Regions from separate parts of the Zea mays genome. Here region 2 is linked to region 1. A link is a contact called in public Hi-C data. All regions are on one chromosome and are shown on one strand. Each heading gives the region's core, a stretch centred on a gene start, on an enhancer-like site or on the middle of the called end of the contact. The rest is flanking DNA. Distances are from core to core; before and after follow the strand shown. Region 1 holds the start of LOC100192679. Region 2 holds the start of LOC100191531 (putative bifunctional inhibitor/LTP/seed storage protein family).

What was found. A called contact is a pair of places that touch in the nucleus more often than the background predicts.
Region 2: a contact with region 1 is called in a Hi-C map of bundle sheath, with 5 times the contacts expected there. The contact joins the promoter of LOC100191531 here to the promoter of LOC100192679 in region 1. A contact is called at or near these places in 5 of 25 Hi-C or Micro-C datasets (bundle sheath, ear, leaf and 1 more).

The regions. Positions count from the first base shown.
Region 1 is chr1:198,844,476-198,851,306 of Zm-B73-REFERENCE-NAM-5.0, reverse strand. It overlaps LOC100192679, which reads left to right and starts at 2,810. Exons shown (of 2, transcript NM_001137886.3): 1 at 2,810-3,184; 2 at 5,137-5,355. The coding sequence starts at 2,882. The coding sequence ends at 5,208.
Region 2 is chr1:199,011,867-199,018,048 of Zm-B73-REFERENCE-NAM-5.0, reverse strand. LOC100191531 (putative bifunctional inhibitor/LTP/seed storage protein family) reads left to right here and starts at 2,903. Exons shown (of 3, transcript NM_001136962.1): 1 at 2,903-3,408; 2 at 3,960-4,019; 3 at 4,153-4,490. The coding sequence starts at 3,051. The coding sequence ends at 4,280. LOC100281371 reads left to right here. Exons shown (of 4, transcript NM_001154289.1): 2 at 264-450; 3 at 537-644; 4 at 1,166-1,629. The coding sequence ends at 1,299.

The DNA of each region.
Region 1 (6,831 bases), core at 1,561-4,060:
CGTTAAAAGGGGGGCCTCGGGCGAGACGGAAGTCTCTCGAGGTCGGCTGCCCTTGGCCGAGGCTAGGCTCGGATAGAGATGGCAATGGGTACCCGAAACCCGAAACCCGATGGGTTTTTACCCCATTAGGGTACGGGTTTGGGTCAATTTTCATACCCATGGGTTTGTTAATGGACATAAATCTATACCCGGCGGGTTTATGGGTACGGGTTTGTTCCTATAGTACCCAAACCCGTGAACCCGTGGGTTCTTTAAACCCGACCAAACCTAGTGCATATTGTCATTTTATTTTATAAATGAACAACAAACTTGTTATTTCTTATTTACTTCCTAATTTTTATCAACTGGTGAATGTATCAGTAGTCGGTGAGAGTGTTGCTTGCTTGCTATTATAGTTTTTACAAGTGTTATATATGTGATGGATGGATAACTTAGTGCAAGGTCACTTAATTATACAAGTTATTATTTGTATTTCATTCTCTCTACTAATAATTTTTATACCAAATCATGAACTCATTGTTCATTACATAAAATTTGGATCATGATCTCATTAATCATTACGATACTTATTGATTATGAGAAGAACAAGTATATTGGAGATGAAACCCACGGGTAACCCATGGGTACCCGCTAACCCGATGGGTACGGGTTTGGGCAAAATCTCAAACCCGTCATGGGTACGGGTTTTTTAATGGGCATAGATATTTTTCACGGGTACGGGTTTGGGATGGCAAAACCCAGCGGGTTTGTACCCGTTGCCATCTCTAGGCTCGGACGAAGCGTGATCGAGTCACTCGTGTGGACTTGATCCCTGACTCAATCGTACCCATCAGGCCTTTGCAGCTTTATGCTGATGGGGGTTACCAGCTGAGAATTAGGCGTCTTGAGGGTACCCCTAATTATGGTCCCCGACAACGCTCCACCCGGAGATGCGTCCACCAGTGAACAACATGCCAGATTTTTTACGCAGTGTAAGGAATTGCATAAATACCTACATCGTGTAGTATAATTTGTTTCAGTATACATCATAAACTAGTTCTAATGCGTTTAGTTGCATGGCTGTTGGAGGGATCCTATATTTATGAAGGAAATAAAACATTAAATGTGATTTTTTTGTTTCTATGCATGCAATTCATTTCCTTTCATTGCATATTCTTTCCATCATAAATTCGTGTGCATGCAGCCTGTAGCAGATTTTTACGCAGTATACCGAATTGCATAATTATCTACACAGTGTAGCATATTTAGTATCAGTATATAGCATAAAATGGTCATTACGAGTTTTAGTTGCATGTCTGTTTCAGCGATCCTAAATTTATGGAGGAAATAAAGCATTTAAAATAGAAACCGCCACACATATCTTTCCTAAATTTACGCGCATGCAAAGGAACGTGATTGACTCATGCATGCATTTTGCCATAATTTTAGGATCTGTATAACCGCATGCATGCGACTGCCATGTTTTTCGGATCTGCCATAAAAATAGGATCGTAATAACAACCTACTAGAGCTATCAACCTCTCACATTGGCTCGGTATATACGCTTATAATTGAGGGATGTTATGCTCAAAACTTAAGGTTATTACGCTCCAACCCGGAGGTGCGTCCACCAGTGAACAACATGCCATATTTTTTACGCAGTGTAACGAATTACATAAATACCTACACCATGTAGTATAATTTGTATCAGTATATATCATAAACTAGATTTAATGTGTTTTAGCTGCATGACTGTTGGAGGGATCTTATATTTATGAAGGAAATAAAACATTAAATACAATTTTTTGTTTCTATGCGTGTAATTCATTTCCTTTCATTGCACATTATTTTTATCATAAATTCGTGTGCATGCAGCTGGTAACAGATTTTTACGCAATATATCGAATTGCATAATTATTAACACAGTGTAGCATATTTAGTCTCAGTATATATCATAAAATGGTCTTTATGCGTCTAGCTGCATGGCTGTTGCAGCGATCCTAAATTTATGGAGGAAATAAAGGATTTTAAAAACAGAAACTGCCGCACATATCTTTCCTAAATTTATGCGCATGCATTGGATCGTGTTTGACTTATGCATGCATTCCTTTTTTTTCGCTAACAGACGTGGGGCAGGTGGCGCACCCGACAGCCTGTTTGGGCGCGCTGGTTAAACCAGTTTGCAGGGGTGGTCGGCCTGGGCTTCCTTTAACTATTGGAAGCCCAGAGCTCCCGTTATACCTACCCTATATATATATAACTGTTATGATCGTGTATTTGAGAATTAGTAGAGAAATATTTTACTATTTATTTCTTAAATTTAGGATTTAGAGATCTATTAAAATTGCTCAAACGGGTATGAATATAAAGTGAGTCGAGAGGAACCGTTGTAAGAGCATCTTCAAAAAACTCTTTATTTTTGACTCTTTATTTACTTTTTTATAAAAATCAACCTTTATATATATATCATTTTATTCCAATAGACTCTTTAACATAAAAGTTAGTTTGGCTAGCCGGAGTGACTAGCTAAATTTGGTTAGTGAGAGAGCCAATTTAGAGAGCCACATAGCTTGATGAGTTTAATATCTAGTCTGTTGGAAGTTTATTTTGTTATTAATTAGCTAAAATTTAACTTGTTAAGTCTAGTTTCTTGAAGGTGAACAGTCTAAAAAGCACCTCCTGCTCGTCGCATGGGTACCAGGCCCATTTGTAGCCCAGGCCCAACCACCCATTTGTCGCGTTCTTTTCACGCCAACCCGGACCCGCGGCCCCACTACCCAGGGCCAAATTTCCCTGTGCTCCTCTCCATCCAGGTCTCCTCTTGCTCATACCGCAACGCTCTATCTCTTTCGCCGAGCTCCTCGAAACCCTAGGAGCGTGCTTGACCGGCGGCGGCGAGGTGATGGCGATGGACCCTGACGCGGTAGCGAAGGCCTTCGTGGAGCATTACTACCGAACGTTCGACACCAACCGCGCGGCGCTGGTTGGGCTGTACCAGGAGACCTCCATGCTCACCTTCGAGGGCCAGAAGTTCCAGGGCCCCTCCGCCATTGCCGGCAAGCTCGGATCTCTCCCTTTCCAGGCCTGCGAGCATCAGATCGTCACCGTAGACTGCCAGCCATCGGGTCCCCAGGGAGGCATGCTCGTCTTCGTCTCCGGTTCCATACGCACCGGCCCCGAGGAGCACCCCATCAAGTTCTCCCAGGTATGCACCCCCGCTTGGCCTCGATCCGCTTTCTTCCCGCTTGTAGGAGTAAGCCTTATTTCATCGTGCGTGGTCCGTGATGACTCGTCACCTGATGCGATCCGCTGTCACTCTTGTGATTCTGGCCCTAATCTCGTGGTAGTCCGTAGAAGGCCCTCGCTTTGTTTGTTATTTTGATTGAATGGTGCCAATCATTTGTTCTTACTATATTGATTGGTCTTATGATTATCTGTTAGTACAAATGTCTGGTCCATTGCCCTTGTGATGAAGTTGTTAACTGTGCCAGTCGATATTCGTTTCAGAGATTTGTTTTTCACTAGCCACCTTGTTTCGTTTAGATCTATACATAATTGTTTATACTAGTCCTTATTCTACCCATTTTTCAGTTTTGTTTTGATTTATGGGACATGCTGGTGTGTTGTTGTCTATACGTTCTGTTGGCCTTTCAACTCTAAGGGCTAGTTTGGGAGCCACAAAACCGGAGAGGATTGGAGGGGCTAGAATCCACTTCTTATTTAAATTTGAATAACAAGAAGATTATAGCCCCTCCAATCCCCTCCGATTTTGTGGCTCCCAAACTAGCCCTTAAAGAAATTGTTCGTGCTACCAGTGGCAGAGCCAAAAACTTTTGGCAGCCCAGGCGATTCTTATTATGCAAGAAATTTATATAGGAAAAATGCAGCGTTTTTATCCAACAGGAATAAAATTTGCCTTTGACAGCTCGTGGAGGAGCCTGGCTGCCCGCCACTTTGCTGGGGTGGTCGGGTGGTGGCGATTCAAGTGTAAAATTTCTGTTCGTCTCTGTGGCTTTAAGTTCCATTCCATGGCAGAGTCACTGGTTCTTGCAATTATTTTTGCAGTGCTGCAGTTCTGCTGAGCTAGGGTTAGACATGCATATTTCCTTTTTTATGATTCGTAGACTAGCTGATCAATTTTTTTGCCTTTTTTCCTTGGAGTCTTGAACTCCCACTCCAGAAATCCTTTAGCATGCAGTGAATTTGAAGTACTAGTGTTTGTATCTGCGGTCCGGAGGTCTTTCTTAAACATCTGTGTACCGTGTTCTGCCATTGTCTCCTGAAGCAGTTAGAAATGAATTCATTGCCTCTGCGGAAACAAATAAACTTCATTTCCAGCATGAAACTTTTAAACATTTGCCCATGTATGTTTTAGAAAGTTTAATATTTGCATGCCTTCTATATTATTTTGTATATTTTTTCCATATTATTCATTTTGCAAGTTAAGTTTCAAACTTACGAGTACTTAGAAGGTTAATGCCACAGTTGTATGATTGTATCTCTTAATGGAAGATCTGTTAATTTATTAATGTTTGCGTGTATAACATGTGCATGATGTCTTTTGTGTACAGTTTATCTTAAATTGAACTATATAAAGATTTGGTTTGATACTTCTGTATCTTTGATCATAAACTCCTATGTTGGAGGCCATAGACAGAACTATCAACTTACCCTACTTCTCGCATGGCTAACGTTATAGATGCTAGTAAGGTTCTGGTGTGCAGCTTGGGGTTTTAAACACTAGATTAGTATTTGTCCTGTTCGAAACTATAATTTTCATTTCGTTAGGACAATTCTTTGACCATTCTTTGACCGTCAATTACTCTGTTAGCATGTCATTTATGTGATACAAAATGATACTCAGAGTCATGAGTAATTATTTTTTAGTATTATGAATCTAATAACATCAATTTTGTATTAACAAAATCTGTACTGGTAAAGAAGCTGTTGGTCAAAGGCTTGTAATAGTTTGTGTAATGATTGAATTTCGATAGCAACCCCTCCTTATCCAATTCATGGTTTGTAGAAATGTAAATTGCTTGTAGTGCATTGTTTTTTACGCACAGAGCGCACATCTTGCCTCACTTTGATTCTTTATGTTCCTACTCCAGCACAAGTATTCTGCGTTCCCATGATGTGATACTCTTGTCTCTGTAGGCATTCCATTTGCTGCCGGCCGCTGGGTCCTTCTTCGTGCAGAATGACATGTTCCGCCTGAACTATGGCTAAAGACACCCGATACTCTTGTGATGAAGGAATTGATTAAGGGTTTCATGTTGAAACGATGAATACTTAATGTTGCCGCTACTCTGGTCTCTTTTGTATCTTCTTTGTTGGCTGCTTCACTGTATTACAAGAAATTGCTAGACTTGGATTATTTCAGTTGTTTTGAATCATGTACTGGTTGCACCATTTCTTTGTGGAATGTGAATTGAAACGGTCGTAGCTACTTGATACGCATTTTGTTACAACAGCAGGCATTCGAGTTTCTGGTGCTTGTACCTGGAGCTGTTGGAAATTTTCGGTTCTTCTGCAGAGGGGAAGTCTTCGGGCAAGATGTGGTAAACCCCCCCTCGATTTTGTATGTCTGGTTAACGAGGTTGAATCGAATACTCTTGTGTCTATGACTAATAAAATTGAATTCAGTGTGTACCATAATTTCGAAGTACCAGTGACAATTGAGATCCGCGAGCGACAAACCTTTTTCTTTCTCTGCCTGCAACTAGTTGAATTTAATGTTCATAATTTTCTAGAAATGAAGTGACATTTTCTGCTTTTCCAACTGACAACAAAATTGAGTTCTCAAAATTTGTAACTTCCCCCAAAAAAAATTCCTGACAAATTTAGGAACTATATTTTTTGGGGGCGTAATCCATAATTTCAAACAAGAAACAAGTGACAACAAAGAATGGGGAAAAATAATACTCCCTCCATCACCTCAAAATATAATTTGTTTTGACTAAATATATATTAATTAATTAATTCATAAATGTAGTTTGTATGGCTGTTCGGCTGGTCTTCTTTTCAGCGCTACATCAATTGCTATGGCTATAAAAATAAACTAGACTGCATTGTAAAATTGCTATAAACAGACATTGATGAATAAGGACAGCTTAGCCTGTTCGCTTAGTTTTAATTCGTATCGGCTTTGTCTGTTTCTATGATGTTTTTGTCTATATGTATTACAGATGTAGTAGTCTAAATAGTCGTCTTTAATCCAAAGCAAATATCCCGATGATTATCATTCGTTCCAACCCGGATGGAAAAAAAAGAGTATTAGAAAAAACTATATATTTGGATGGAGGGAGTATCAAAGTAATTGTATTTCTAAAATTAATTTGTTTGTCTATGTCAATCTCCTTGTTTCTTCTTATTAAGCCGCTGCGGCTTCGAGGCCAATCAATATATCCACGTCGTTCCAAATATCACCGCCGTTCATTTAAAAAATCAAAGCCGTCCACGTGTCCTGTGTCAATCTAGCCTCTACTCCCGTTCTAAAGCACAGTGCCCATGCTTCTGTGTGTGACCGCACATCCAAAAGCCAAGGCTACAATAAAAAAAGAAAAAAACTTGGCCACATCTGTAAGCTGTACCACCGCCTTCGATTTAAAAAAGTGAAAGAACTCTCCACACTCTTCCTTGCCGGTGTCAGGAGTGGAAGAGACGACGCTCTCGAGAGCGACCAACGCGGAATAGTTACTCTACGTTAAACATCAGCTAATTATTGTTACTCTACGTTAAACAAAAAATGATGCACTAATGAATCAAGCAAATAGTTATACTAGCAACTCGAAGAGCACCTACTTCATTAGTCATCTCACCATACACCGGTTCAGCAATCTCTAACAGGAA
Region 2 (6,182 bases), core at 1,654-4,153, 170 kb before region 1:
ATTAGTTGGCTGGTGACAGCTTCAACTTTGAACTCCTGTTGCTCTCTTAACTTTATCGGATTTTTCAACTCCTGTCCTTATTTTCTTTTGCTGCAACAAAGCTTTGATGGATCAGACAGTTTGACTTAGTAAGCTCATTAACTAGTCTTGTTTGGTGCTTGTTGGGCTCATTAACACAAGCACTGTAGAACCTTTCCTCGATTTATAGTTTTTCCTTGTTTTACCTAGCGTTCCAACTGTAACGCCATCTTGACTAATGACAGGTTAAGGATCCTAATGGCGCTCAAGTCCGTGATTCCCGAGATAAGACTAGTGACAAGTTTGAGTTCATAGTTCAGAAGAGAGGCGTCCATCGCTTCTGCTTCACGAACAAATCCCCATATCACGAAACGATAGACTTCGATGTTCATGTTGGCCATTTTTCATATTTCGAGCAGCATGCCAAAGATGGTAAGAATATAAGGATTTCTAAAGTTCTATTAACTTCGGCTAGCAAAAACTTTGCACTGAACTCCTGTTTCCTGAATGTGGCGCAGAGCATTTTGCACCACTTTTTGAGCAAATAGGCAAGTTGGATGAGGCACTTTACAATATTCAGTTCGAACAGCACTGGCTAGAGGCCCAGACTGACCGTCAAGCAATATGTAAGTGTATCCCCTTTTACCTTCTCCATAAAAATACTATTTTGAGTGTTTTTCACCTTACGCCCCTGTTGAACCTAATATCATGAGGGGGTCATATGTGGTGTAGTTCTTGGTGGTTTGTGGGCAGTTGTGATGAATAAATAACATTAATATCATGATGGAATAGCTTAACAGGAGTAATGAGTTTGAAAATATCTAGATCGAATGATCAATTTTATATAGGAATTATTGTAAAGCTGTACTGAATTTCCGATGCGGTGGGCCAAACAAGTCTCATGCTTTGTGGGATCTGGTAATGATGGTTTTGTTTCTCCTGTTATGTTTTGCTTGCAGCGTTTTTTGTAACGATGCCCCCTAGCCTTCACTATCTGTTCTCATGCTTCCTTCCTACGCAGCAGTGAATTGCCTCTTCTCTTTACATTTTTACCATGGGTTTATCTAAGATGCTAGTATTAAACTTTGCCAAGCGCTGGTATCATCCCAAGATCGGTGGGCTAATCATCCCTCCTTCCGTGTCGCAGTGAACGAGAACATGAGCAGGAGGGCAGTCCATAAGGCGCTCTTCGAGTCAGCGGCGCTGATCGCCGCCAGCGTCATCCAAGTCTACCTCCTGCGCCGGCTCTTCGAGCGCAAGCTGGGGACGTCTCGGGTTTAAGGCAACAGTAGCCAACTTGCCCTTCGCAGCCACCATGATCACACCGACATAACCGTTACGAATTCGAATGGTTGCTAGATCAGCTAAATACCACATGTTTGTGGACTTCAGTTACATGTAATATTTTTTTTGTGATTCCACAGATGAGAACTCTTCAAAGTTTAAACCGTCGATTTAGCCTTCATTCTGCCTCAGCATTTTATCGCCTTGTTTCTGTAGTAGCAACCAGTAACAACAAGGTTGCCTGTAGTCTGTACAAGATAGTAGAGGTTTTTTTTTCTGTGCTGGTTGTACGACACAACTGTGAATGACTTGCCGTAGACGGATACTATACTGTACGCTCGATGCGCCCATTGTTTTCAGAGAATAAATGGCTGTGCAGAATTGAAGGCGGCGAGGAGAATCTCCAGCTTCAGCTGCCGGCTCTCTAGATGGAGGTCTGTAGTGTGGGCACAACCACACCACATGTGTCATGCGTGCCGTGTCGGTGCACTTTGAGCCGAGGGCTGGCCCTACCCAACCGAAGCAATCGCCAATTCATCAGCGCCCAACCACCGTGCCTGAATTCAGTTACTGAATCGGTTGCCCGTGGCGTTCGTCAGCTGTTTCTCTGCATCGCATGTGGTTGTGGCCCGTCCTGAAAAAAAGCACGCAATCCTGAATAAAAAAAAGCGTCGCATGTGCTTGGTGCAGTGCGTTCGAGGCTGCGGGGGTGAGAGTTTACTTCGCATCTAGACTAGAGAACAACACAGGATCGATGAAGGCCGGGAATGGGTTCGTCGACGACAGCAACGTGTGAACCAGTAGGACTTGACTTGCAGTGTGCATACTTGGAGCTCCGTCGAGCACCCCGCCCTGGCCCTGTAGCAGGCAGCGTAATCAATGGCGCACAATTTGCCGCTGGGGCAGGGCAAGGAAGACAGACGCAGGAACGTGGCTGAACTGAACAATCAGCAATCACCTTGGCGATTCGGCGGTGGCTCGGGCGTGCCCACCACGAGCCTGGCTCTCAACGGCACGGCACGAGCAGCTGGGCAGGCCGTCCTTCCCAGGAAAAAACTGCCGACGCCATCCGCGAAATGCCGCTCGCCGCCCTGTGCAAGTGCAAGGTGCAACGAATGATGGGTAGCCATGCTCAGCTCCGAGCACCGTCGTCGCCCCCATCTTGCCTCGCATTCAAATCGCAGGCGGGCTTGGACTTGAAGCTTCGCCCCCGCTGTGTCAGCGGTCAGCGCCGCAGACGCGACGGGCCCGCCGCCACCGCCGCCCAAGACAGCCAGCCAGAAGCAAGCAGCGCCAACGCGATTCGCATGAGCAACGGGCGATGCAACAACCAGAGCAGGAGCAGCAGGGCGGCAGATGTCGATGGGGAGGCAGGGACACGTCGTCACTGGGCTCTGGTAGGCGCAGTACGTACACTTGTACCGCCCGTCACTGCGGATGACACCTATACGTGGTGCGTGCGACGGCGACACGTACCGGGAACGAATTACTCTCCCCCCTCCTCAATTCAATGCCGTCATCCAACTCTCACCGGCCCCGGCTTCAATGCGCGCCCGCCGCCCCGCCCAGCCTATAAACGCCGCCCGCCCCATTTCCCTGCTCCTCCTCCTCTATCTTCGCATCTGGCACGAGCAGCCAAGCAAATAAAAGTAGAGCGGCGAGCGACGACCGGCCTGGGCCACTCTTTCGGCCGAGCGTAGCCAGCAGGTCGTCGTCGTCGTCGTCGTCGCAGCACCCGGCCGGCTAGCATGGCCACGAGGAGGCAGTGGTGGTGGTGGTGCCTGCTGCTGCTGGCGGCGTGGTGCTGCGCCGCGGCCGCGCAGTCGCCGCCGGCGGCGGACCCGCTGCAGAGCAAGTGCCAGGGGGACTTCGGGAAGCTGACGGACTGCATGGACTACGCGACGGGGCACGCGGCGTCGCCCTCGTCCACCTGCTGCGGCGACGCCGGCGACACGGAGAAGGCGCGCCCCGAGTGCCTCTGCTACATCATCCAGCAGACGCACACGGGGCGCAACCAGGTGCAGTCGCTCGGACTGCGCTTCGACCGACTCATGGCGCTCCCCGCCGCCTGCAACCTCCCCAACTCCAACGTCTCGCTCTGCATCAGTGAGTGCTAGCGACTCCCGCTCCCTCCCTCACTGACCATGGCAGTGTTAGCTCTGATTAAAGCCGCTGATCACTTGCAAATGATGAAACCACAGTGGGCTGTGTGCTTTGGTTGGGCCGGCTTTGCGTGGATCGGATCTCAGCCCATGCTCCTAGCTTCCTACTCTCTCAGATCTACTAATTTTTATACTGTACCGTTATAGTAGATCAACAATCATATACTTCCTCTTCGTAATAAACCTATATGGAAATATAAATATTTTTCATAAATATAATCGAAATCAAAATTGAGTCAAACGGGATGCACGTTCATTTAGGGACGAAGAGGATACTAAATACTAGTATATAGCGGGTTAGTGTCAAGGTAGATGTACTTGAGTATGCTGAGATTCAATTAAGCATATATATCATAAATAATGGGTATAGACAGACATTTAACTATACTCAAAGAGCTGATGACTCGCATCTTGTAAAATAATTCCGGATGTTTTTTTAATATTATCCGTTCATAATACCTGACGCCTCCCTTCCCCCTGTCTGTTTCGCTACAGCCCTGCTGAACCTGAAGCCGGGCTCTGCGGACTACGCCCTCTTCGCCAACGCCTCCAAGAGTGAGTGCTCTCAGCTCTCTCAAGTGAACCCTTCGTATCATCGCCAGTTCGCCACCCATCCAGTAACCCACTGGCCACTGCACTGCACTCAACTAACTGGCAACCGCCGTCACCGTTCTGTTTTCTCCTGCAGTCACGCCGTCAGCCGGCGGCAACCCTGCGAGCGACAGCGCCGCGGGCAGCGGCGTCAAGCTCCGGGCTGGGGTCAGCGGCGGCGTCGCGCTCGCCGTGGTCTCCGCGATCGCCTCGTCACTCTTCTGATGGACCGACCTCCTCTCAAAGGAGCAGCGGCGGTTTTTTTTTACCCTCCTGTGGATTCGTTCTCGTGCTGCGTTCCGCTAGCCCATGTCTACTCTGTACTATCTCATAAAAAAAAATAGATCCAGCTGAGACGTTGTTCCCTCCCTCTTTCCCTGTACCGTGTTTCATGGTGACTTGTGACAATGGATGGTTTCTCCTTGTGCGTCGCCATTTACAAGCTTTTTTGTTTGTTTGTTTGTTTGTTTGTTCTGGATGAACGGAGTTTCAGCGCAGTAAACAATTCAAATAACCTAGTTGTTGTGTTTTCCGTTTTAGCCCGTTTTATTTGAAGTCTGAAATTCGCAGCATCAGCTATCCGTAGAGCGAGAAGCAAATGTTTTCCGTACCAGTGTAAAACCTTGCCGACCAAATCCTTTTTTTTGTTCTTCATGGAAGTGATCAGCGCGCCACAATGATCGGTTCCATGAAAAATGGAGCTCGTTGGCCGGTCTGCATCATCAAGTCTGGACAGGCGCCGACGCCTGCTGGATTCAGCTCGGCTCTGCTTGCAGTCGCGGACCAAAAAAAAAAAAAAACTGTCAGCAACCGAACAAAACGATCGTTACGCCTTTCCTTTGACAAGAACACCGCAGTGTTGTTTAATGTACCAAGGTATTTCCGCATATCTGAACTCTGAAGATGCATTGTTGCTAGTCATGACCTTGTTTGTTCCCATGGAGAAGTGAATGAAAGTGGGATTGTTGATGTTGTTGTTTTTTCCGAGGAAGGATTTTTTATTTCATTAAGATAATGAAGTAACTCAGTTTCTGCCTTACAGCATTCAACCAACTAAATCAGAACACAGAAAAACCAAAAAATTGTCATGTGAAAGTCGCCTAGAGGGGGTGAATAGGGCGAATCTGAAATTTACAAACTTAATCACAACTACAAGCCGGGTTAGCGTTAGAAATATAATCGAGTCCGAGAGAGAGAGTGCAAAATAAATCGCAAGCGAATAAAGAGTGTGACACGCAGATTTGTTTTACCGAGGTTCGGTTCTTGCAAACCTACACCCCGTTGAGGTGGTCACAAAGACCGGGTCTCTTTCAACCCTTTCTCTCTCTCAAACGGTCCCTCGGACCGAGTGAGCTTCTCTTCTCAATCAAACGGGAATCAAACTTCCCCGCAAGGACCACCACACAATTGGTGTCTCTTGCCTTGGTTACAATTGAGTTGATCGCAAGAAAGAATGAGAAAGAAAGCAATATAAGCGCAAGAGCTCAAAAGAACACAACAAATCTCTCTCACTAATCACTAAAGCCTTGTGTGGAATTGGGAGATGATTTGATCACTTTGGTGTGTCTTGTATTGAATGCTTAGCTCTTGTAAGTAGTTGGAAGGTGGAAAATTTGGATGACTTGAATGTGGGGTGGTTGGGGGTATTATAGCCCCAACCACCAAACTAGATGTTTGGTAGAGGCTGCTGTTGCATGGCGCACCAGACAGTCCGGTGCGCCACCGGACAGTGTCCGATGCATCAGCCACGTCACCTGACCGTTGGGTTCCGACCGTTGGAGCTCTGACTTGTGGGCCCGCCTGGCTGTCCGGTGGTGCACCGGACAAGTCCTGTAGACTGTCCGGTGTGCCACCCGCGCGTGCTGGCGCGCATTTAATGCGTTGCAGTCGACCGTTGCGCGCGAAGTAGCCGTTGCTCCGCTGGCTCACCGGACAGTCCGGTGTGCACCGGACATGTCCGGTGAATTATAGCGGAGCGGAAATCCGAAGCTGGCGAGTTCAGAGTCGCTCTCCCCTAGGGCACCGGACACTGTCCGATGGTACACCCGACATTCCGGTGAATTATAGCGGAGCGCCTCTGAGAGCACCTAGAGGGGGTGAATAGGTGATCCTGTAAAACTTAAACTT